Linked DNA regions of Mus musculus: region 1 is linked to region 2. A link is a contact called in public Hi-C data. All regions are on one chromosome and are shown on one strand. Each heading gives the region's core, a stretch centred on a gene start, on an enhancer-like site or on the middle of the called end of the contact. The rest is flanking DNA. Distances are from core to core; before and after follow the strand shown.

Region 1 (3,941 bases), core at 984-3,483, 4.6 Mb before region 2:
AAGAAATAAATAGTTTTCTCCATGGATTCTTACTGGGTATACAAATCACCCTTAAGGGAGGTCCCATGTGCGGCAGTAGATAGTCACCATGAAGCACACTTAATGGTCTTTTTGGAGATGTAGTGCCTCACAAAACTTTGTGCATTTTTTTAAAACCTCACTTGTCTTTTCCTTATTTATTTCTCTACCCATTTTATGTGTAATGGTGTGTGTGTGTGTGTGTTTGTGCTTTTTCTTTGCTTGTTTACATTGTCTGACTGTTTATTTTTAAAATTTACCTTTTTTGTTTCCAAAGAGATGGGGTGGGGGGTTGGGTGGGGGGGAAGAAAGCATGGAGTTGGATGGATGGGGTAGTGGGGAAGATCTTAGAGGACACGAAGGAGGGAAAACCACGTTCAGAATATGCTGTATGAAAAACCATTTTCAATAAAAAGAAAATAAAGTGCTGAGGATCACCATATGATGGTCTCTTATTTATATTTAATATTTTACTTCAAATAATCAAAGAAGGGAGGCTTGTGTATAATGCACTTTGTCTTTCACCTAAAACGTTTTTAACATTGTTTCTTGTAGACCCTCAGGCTTTCAGGAATAGATTCTTGATGTTAGTAAGGTAAGCTTGAGTTGTAATTCGTGTGATTGCTGGCACAAGCTTACACTGTGTGTTTCTGATCCATGTCCTTTCTGAGCTGGAGAGCTTTTTAAACACAGTGATTATTTTGTTCCCATTTTTGATTCTATATTGGGCATGTTGAGTGGGGTGACAAAATGGACAGCAGATCTTCAGGGAGATCTTGAACTTCAAAAGGGATGTCATACCATTGGGCACTTTCAGTTGTCTCTCATGGGAAGTACATTCATCTGTGGGGAAGAATGATGTGTCCAGATGTTTGAGTAGCCAGAGGCGACTATGGCTGATGCTATTAGTGTCTCTAGTATCTGTTTTGCCATTTTGTGCAGTGATATAACTATCAGCCTTTAGCTGCCATTTGCCCAAGCTGAAATGTTAGCTGACAGATTTGCATAGGCTTACCTAAAAGTTTCTATCTTTTTTTTTTTTTTTTTTTTTTTTTTTTTTTTTTTTTTTTTTTTACTTTTTGAAAAAGCTAAGGTCTTTTGATAGAGTCCTAGGCTGGTCTCAAATTCAATGCATAGCTCAGCCTGGCCTTGAACTCCAGACCTGTCTGTTTAGCCTTCCAAGTGCTAGGATTACAGATGTGTGCTGCCAGGCACAGCCTGAGAAGTTTTTCTTCCCTCTCCTTTCTCTGGCCCTTTTGGCTAGTGTGTGGATGTCATGTTAGTGAAGTGGTCATTTTATAAGCAGCACAGCAAACAGGTGATAGCTAGCAGGGTATTTAACATACATAAAATGTATACAGCTAGGCATCTTGCAGATAGTTTACACCTGTCTTATCTGTTACTTTTCTCACTTCTAGAACATTAGTTTCTTGGCAGCAGAAACACAGCTTTTCCACATCTGTCTGTCCAGGGTTTCAAACAGGGGCTGGAAAATCATATTAGTTTAGTAAATATTGTAGAAGGAACTGAATAAATATGAGAGAATGATCTAAAGGTAAAGCCTTTCTGCTTTAAAAAGTACAGAATTTACAAGTCCAAAGAAAGCAGGTTATTATACACAAGGGCTATATGGCAGGTGGATTGTCATGGCAATCAGTTTTAGATTAAGCTCTCTAGCCAGGCAGGAGTTCTATTGCACTGCAGCTGCCTCTGCTCTGTATGTTGCTTGGGTGATAAGCACTTGTGAAGGATTCTGTTGCTAGGACTCCATTAGGGGCTGGCAGGTCTCTCTACTGTCTCTTTCCATATAGCATGCATTTAAACACATCTAAATTAGTATTTTCAAGACTTCACAGGCACAATAGAGCTTAGGAGGTTGAGCAAGTAGCAAGAATGTTGAAGGTTGTGTTGCAACCGCAGATAGTCTTAGGTGAACCAATGGGACGAGGGACAACAGTGGTGCAAGTGCCTCCATCTCCCAGCAAAGACACAGAATCCTTTTGTTCCACTACCCTCTGCTCTTTTTGGCCAGGCTTTGACAGGACAAGGGCTGAGCTATATAGCCCGACCCAGGCGGGATCCACCATCACGCTCCCGGTTGTGCTTCTCTGAGTCGTGCTCCTATTCGGAGGGTGAAGGTGCTCGCTTCCTTTGCCCGTCCGGAGCCCGCCCATCCGCGGGAGCGCGCATGCGCCTCCCCTCCCCGCCTCCGTCGTGCGCGCCCCGCCCCCTCGCGCTGCCATACGCGGACGGCCAACATCCGAGGACTCCGGCCTTGAGTAACCTGCTCCCGTGACCTTTTCGCACCCCGCACGCCGAGGCCCGCGCGGCGCCCGCCTCGCCCTTGCGTGTCTGCCGCCCCTGCCGAACCCTGCGTTCCCCTGACCACGCGCAGCTGCCACCGCCACTCGTCATGGCGGCCCTCAGCAAGTCCATCCCTCATAACTGCTACGAGATCGGCCACACTTGGCACCCCTCCTGCAGGGTCTCCTTCCTGCAGATCACTTGGGGCGCCCTGGAGGAGTCCCTCAGGATCTACGCACCCCTGTACCTGGTGAGCAGGGCTGGCGCTGGTGCAGGTGCAGGGCCTCCCGGGGCTCGTTGCTTCTAGGTCAGCTTTAGGGGTGGTGAGAGGCCTGGGGGGAGTCCTAGGCGGAAGGAGGGGGAGGGGACCCCGATGGTGAACTGTCACTGGACACCTGTTGCTAGGATGGGGATGTGCTCTGGACAGGTAGGGTCAAGTGCCTTACACTTGATCGCTCTGAGAACCTGGATTCAGAGACTCTGTGATGGAGAGATGTTGGAGCTGTGTATATATTTAGTCAATGCATGCACACAGTGTCCCCTCAGCCCACTTTACCACTCTCCGGCCCCATTTTCATATGAAAAAGGGTGTTCTGTACACCCCCCCACCCCCACCCCAAGCCTGCTTAGTCACAGATTTTGTCCTTGTTTGAGATGACAGAGATGCCACTTGACGGTTTGTTCTTTCGTAAGTTCCCAGAGTAGATTCCTGGTTTGAGATTTTGTGCGGTGATTTCGTTGAAGGTGTTTTAGTGGCGTGTTGCTGAGGTCATTTTCTTATACAGATTTACAAGTAGGGAAGCTTAGAGAGAGTATCTGGAAACCTACCAGTAACATCGAGAACTGATAAAGATATCTTCTCCTAGTGAGTGCCACTGTGTGGGAGAAAATTCCCACATCCTGGCACTGAAGATGTGCTATTTGGCTACTGAAGTTCATTGTCATTTTCCCATTTGTCTGTATGCTGAGAAGGTAGACATCATTTTTGTATGTTTTGTATGTTTCCTAAAAGTTCGTTCAATACTCAATGAGTGATCCATTCTTATTTCTCATTGAGGTAGTAATTTGGGCTGATGACATCTTTGACAGTATGATTATGTTTGTAACTTAATGGAGAAGTCTAATTTGTAATTATAGACAGAACACAGGAAAAGACAGTGACTCCCTGAGAGGTTGCAGAAGCCAAGTTCCCTTTTCATGATGTAAACTGGTGCTTCCCCACTTTAATGTATTTTAAGGAAACCCCAGGGATCATGTTAGAATGGGATTTCTGATTCAGTAGGTCTTGGTGGGGGCTAGAGAGTACATTTCTGATAAAATCTAACGTAGTGTAGACACTGGGGAATACCAGCCTTGTTAAGTGAAGATCTAGAGCATTGACCAATATAGACGTTTATCTGTATCTATATACATACATTCCCTAAAGACTGTTGTTACTGGCTTTTCTATATGAATGCTGGCCAGCCATTGTTTTATATTTGTTACTATGTTATTATTATTTTGGTGTTGCTGGGATTCTAACCTGTTGTCTTGTACTTTCAAGATAAGAGTCCTGCTGTTGAACTCTGCCCCAGATTTCTGTAAACACTTATAAATACATTGGACTCTTAAACAGCCGT
Region 2 (4,024 bases), core at 355-2,854:
GAATGGGTTGAATGTGCCTCAAAAACACCCTTAGGCCCTGGGTAGGGACCTTCTGTTCTGCTCTGGTTTCGAACAGCAGGCTTAGCTTTATTTTATTTGGCCCTGGGTTTCACTACTTAGCTCTGGTCACCCTGGAACTTGCTATATCCACCAGGCTGACCTAGTACTCACAGAGGTATATTTTTCTTTGCCTCTCCATGCTGAAAGTATAAAGGCCTGGGCCACGGTGGCTGGCCAGGCTTAGCTTTGGTGATTTATTTTAGAATATCCTGCCCCAGAAACTTGTCTGTCACCTCACAAGAGCATTGTGTGTTTCTCCCAAGCCCTCTTCAGGAACACTTCCTTTCGTTTTCCATGAAGTCATAAGAATTTTTCAAATGCCACCTTTTCTTCAAAGAATTCTACCTGACCTCCACCATGTCCTCTATTCTGTCTCCTCCTTATTCTACAGGATTACAGAAAGCAGCCCAAACCACACATGGTTAGCCGTATCTCAACCTTGTGACCATGAGCCCCTATTACTGTAAAAATAGGGCAGAAATTTCAGGGAAATAGGTAAAGAGAGCACAGTGACAAAGATAAACATTGTAAAACACCAAAAGGCACAACCCCAAGACTAACAAAATAACATAATTTCAAATAAAGACAGGACTCTAGGCAATCCTGTTTGGGCTGGGGAAATCTCAGGAGAGCTGTCCCCCACTTCTCCCGCACAACCTGTGCAGGGCTGCTGGACTAGAATCTACCGCTTCCGCGAGAAGGTCCAGGGGGCTTCCCGAGTCCAGGCGTGTAGGTGTGTATTACACAAGCGAGCACACACGCCTCAGGTCTCGCTCTCTGTAAATCGTGGTTCAGGACAGGGCAGAGTTCAGACCTGGCACTTTGGGCTGGCCCTCCTGGTCTTCTAGGGGCCTGGGCAACAGAATCTCAATCTATGTCGTCTCTCAAACTACGCAGGTGGAACACCAGCTCTAGACAAGGGTAGTCTATCCCTGGGAGGATGCAGAGCCCGGAGCTACGTCATCAGACACCCCATCCCCTCGCCGTCCCCCAAGTCTGCACCAGAGCCCTCTTGCTCCTGAGGCAACATCAAAAAGCTAACCTAGCCCGCTGACCTGGCCGAGGCAGGGGCGTGGCCGAGAGAAAAGCAGCGCCTCTGTGCCACGCCCCTCAAATGCCTTGACCAATAATAGCACTCTCCGAGATCCGGCCCCGCCCCCACGCCGCCTCCGGCCCGCGGCCCCGCCCGGGCCGGTCATAATTAGGCAGCGGGCTGGGACTGCCGCGTCAGCGCGCGTTGAGAGCCAATCGCGGGCGCTCCCTTGAGGCCGCGTCACAGGCCGAGCAGCCAAACAGAAAAGTTTAATAAACAGCGGACGGAGGGCCGGCGGCGGCGGGCCGGGAGCGAGTGGGGGTTTGGCGGCCTCACCTGTCCTCACTCTCAGCGGCGGCGAGAGGCGGCGGCGGCAGCGCGTCCGGCGGAGAGGGCCGCCGCCAGGTGAGGAGTGCGGGCAGCGGTGGGCGCAGCCTCCGGGCGGCCTGGGAGCCGGAAGCGGCGGGCGGCGCAGCAGGTGGCCTCGCAGTGGCGAGCGGAGGGCGCGGTCCCGGTGGGGCGCGGTCCCGGGCTCCCCGGGCGCGCGCTGAGCTCGGGGTCGGGGTGGGCGCGCCTGGGGCCAGTCCGGAGCAGCTGCCGCACGCCGGGCAGCGTCCTCACGTCCCTTTGGTAGGCTGAGGCTAGAGAAGGCTCAGAGGGAGTCTCCGGGATTCCAAGCTCTCTGCTCCTCTGAGAGCGTTTTCAAGTTTCTCACTGTTGGATGCGTAAACAAGCTACACGGAGTGTGGCGTCTGAAGTCAATCTAACTCTATCAGAACTCAGTGATTTGCCATCATCATCCAGAATTGTCAGGCGTTTGTGGGAACTGGGGCCTTGGGGTCACCTCCAAGCCGTGCATGCTAACTAGCTTGGTAGTCAGCACCTAGTGGTTCCGAAAACCGAAATTAAACGTCACTTTCAAACTATATTCGAAATTTATCCTTTTCCTAATTAAAATGCCACGTAGGCTTTTGAGATTATTTATGAAGTATTTTATGGCAATTGCTGTTTTATGTATTATTTCCAGGCCTGCGGGGACAATTTTTTGGTAAACCATGAACATTTAAATGGAGAAAAGACATTGTCTTAATTTTTCCTTTTTCCTTTTTTTTTTTTTTTTTTTAACATTTAAAAAACACGTAAGCCGGGCGTGGTGGCGCACGCCTTTAATCCCAGCACTTGGGAGGCAGAGGCAGGCGGATTCCAGCCTGTTCTACACAGTGAGTTCCAGGACAGCCAGGGCTACACAGAGAAACCCTGTCTCGGGGTGGGGGTGGGGTGGGGCGGGGAGACAAACATGTAAGAGGGGTAATAGGCACAGATAGGAAAATTTCAGGCTTGATTGCTGTTTTGACTGCAGCCATACTTTCCTGTGTTAATGTCAAAACTCACAATATGAGTTATATCACAAAGTTTTTAAAGTAATGGTCAGTCCTGGGAGAATACACAACACAATGTACTATAAAGAGAGAAAACATAAACTTTCAGACTCCTCACTCCAGAGCCAGAACTAGAACATTACTCAAACTTGTATGTGTTCACGAGTTTCTTATCTGGCCTAACCCAGTTTACTGTTTCTTACTGAGGTAAATAAACATTCTAGACTCGGTGGATTTGCTCATTCTCTAGCCTTTTAAAAATTAGTTTTGTCACACACTAATCTCTTCAAACAGTGTCACTTTAGGTTCCTTGCCCTTTGAACTTTGGACAGATAGTGTATGGTTGTGGTTCATCCATTTCATTGTTTCTTAATGCTGTGTTCCTCCCTTCACCCCAGTGTTTCGATGGTGTTTCTTGTTTTGCTTCTAACAAGTGTACTCTGGGAACTTTTCTTCTTGCAGCTGTTGTTGCCCAAGTTGCCTGTCGAAAAGTAAATACTGTAGATCGTGGTAGAAAGTTGTAGGCAATCAGTAATAAAATAGAGATGAAAACGTTACGATTCTGCTTCCTTCCTTTAATCAGGAAGACTCACTGTTCTTGTGACTGGTTCCTAGTTGCTATGTTTGCATGAGGAACTAAGATTTCTGTTAATCTCTACACCGAATCCCTTCAAACCGGCTGTGGAAAGTTTGGCACCCTTTGGTACTTCTCAGGGCAAAACCAGCAAGTGGGAGAAAACTCCATGTTTTGTGAAGCCACCCTGTCTGTTCTCCACCACTCCTCCCCTCCCTGCAGTCTCTGGCAGGTTATTGAGGAGTCTTCTTTGCCTTAAAACCGTCCGTCTTGCAAAAGAAACTTGGAGTAAGCTTTGTCTGCCTAGTTGGCACAGGCTTTGTTGGAGGGAGAGTGTCAGAGAGCAGATCCTTTAAGGGAAACATTAGGACCCACGTGACCCTCCGCCACTTTTGAGAAGACTATGTGAGTGTACTAAGTTTTTCAAGACTTGTCAACCACACATTGAAGTATTTTTTAGGTTTAAGAATGTCCTAGGGTTTGCTCTAGACAAATGTCTTTAATTTTTTAATTTTGCTCCTTTGTGTGTGTGTGTGTGTGTGTGTGTGTGTGTGTGTGCGCGCATGTGTGTGTATGCTTTGAATAACTTGTTGAAGGCATGAGAGAGGAGCTTTTTAATTTTTTTAGATAGGGTCTCACTATAAAGCCTAGAACTCTCTATATAGACTAGGCTGGCCTGGAACTCATAGAGATTCCCCCAGTCAACTGTCTCCAGTGATAGGATTAAAGGCGTGTGCCACCACATCTGGCTAGGGGGCATTTTTTTGATGTTTGTAGCTTGCAGATGTTTTGTTTTTATAGTGTAGTTGCTTCTGCTTTTAAAACTTAGTTCTATATTTTACTACAAATCACACTGACAGAGAGTTTGGGGATTTCTCCCACATTTTGAAGATGTGTAGGAACACAAGTACTTCCACAGATAAGCATTGTTAATTAACATTTTGTCAAGCATACCTGTGGTCTTCCTGTGTATTTTGT

What was found. Hi-C and Micro-C count contacts between places; a contact is called where the count stands out from the background.
Region 1: a Hi-C map of CD4 T cells shows a contact between it and region 2, with 4 times the contacts expected there. The contact joins the promoter of Tmem135 here to the promoter of 2610206C17Rik in region 2. A contact is called at or near these places in 1 of 39 promoter capture datasets (pre-B cells) and 1 of 484 Hi-C or Micro-C datasets (CD4 T cells).

Annotation. Positions count from the first base shown.
Region 1 is chr7:89,337,079-89,341,019 of GRCm38.p6, reverse strand. It overlaps Tmem135 (transmembrane protein 135), which reads left to right and starts at 2,233. Exons shown (of 15, transcript NM_028343.5): 1 at 2,233-2,572. The coding sequence starts at 2,432.
Region 2 is chr7:84,687,220-84,691,243 of GRCm38.p6, reverse strand. It overlaps 2610206C17Rik (RIKEN cDNA 2610206C17 gene), which reads right to left and starts at 1,604. Exons shown (of 5, transcript NR_038175.1): 1 at 1,430-1,604. It overlaps Zfand6 (zinc finger, AN1-type domain 6), which reads left to right and starts at 1,287. Exons shown (of 7, transcript NM_001360578.1): 1 at 1,287-1,498.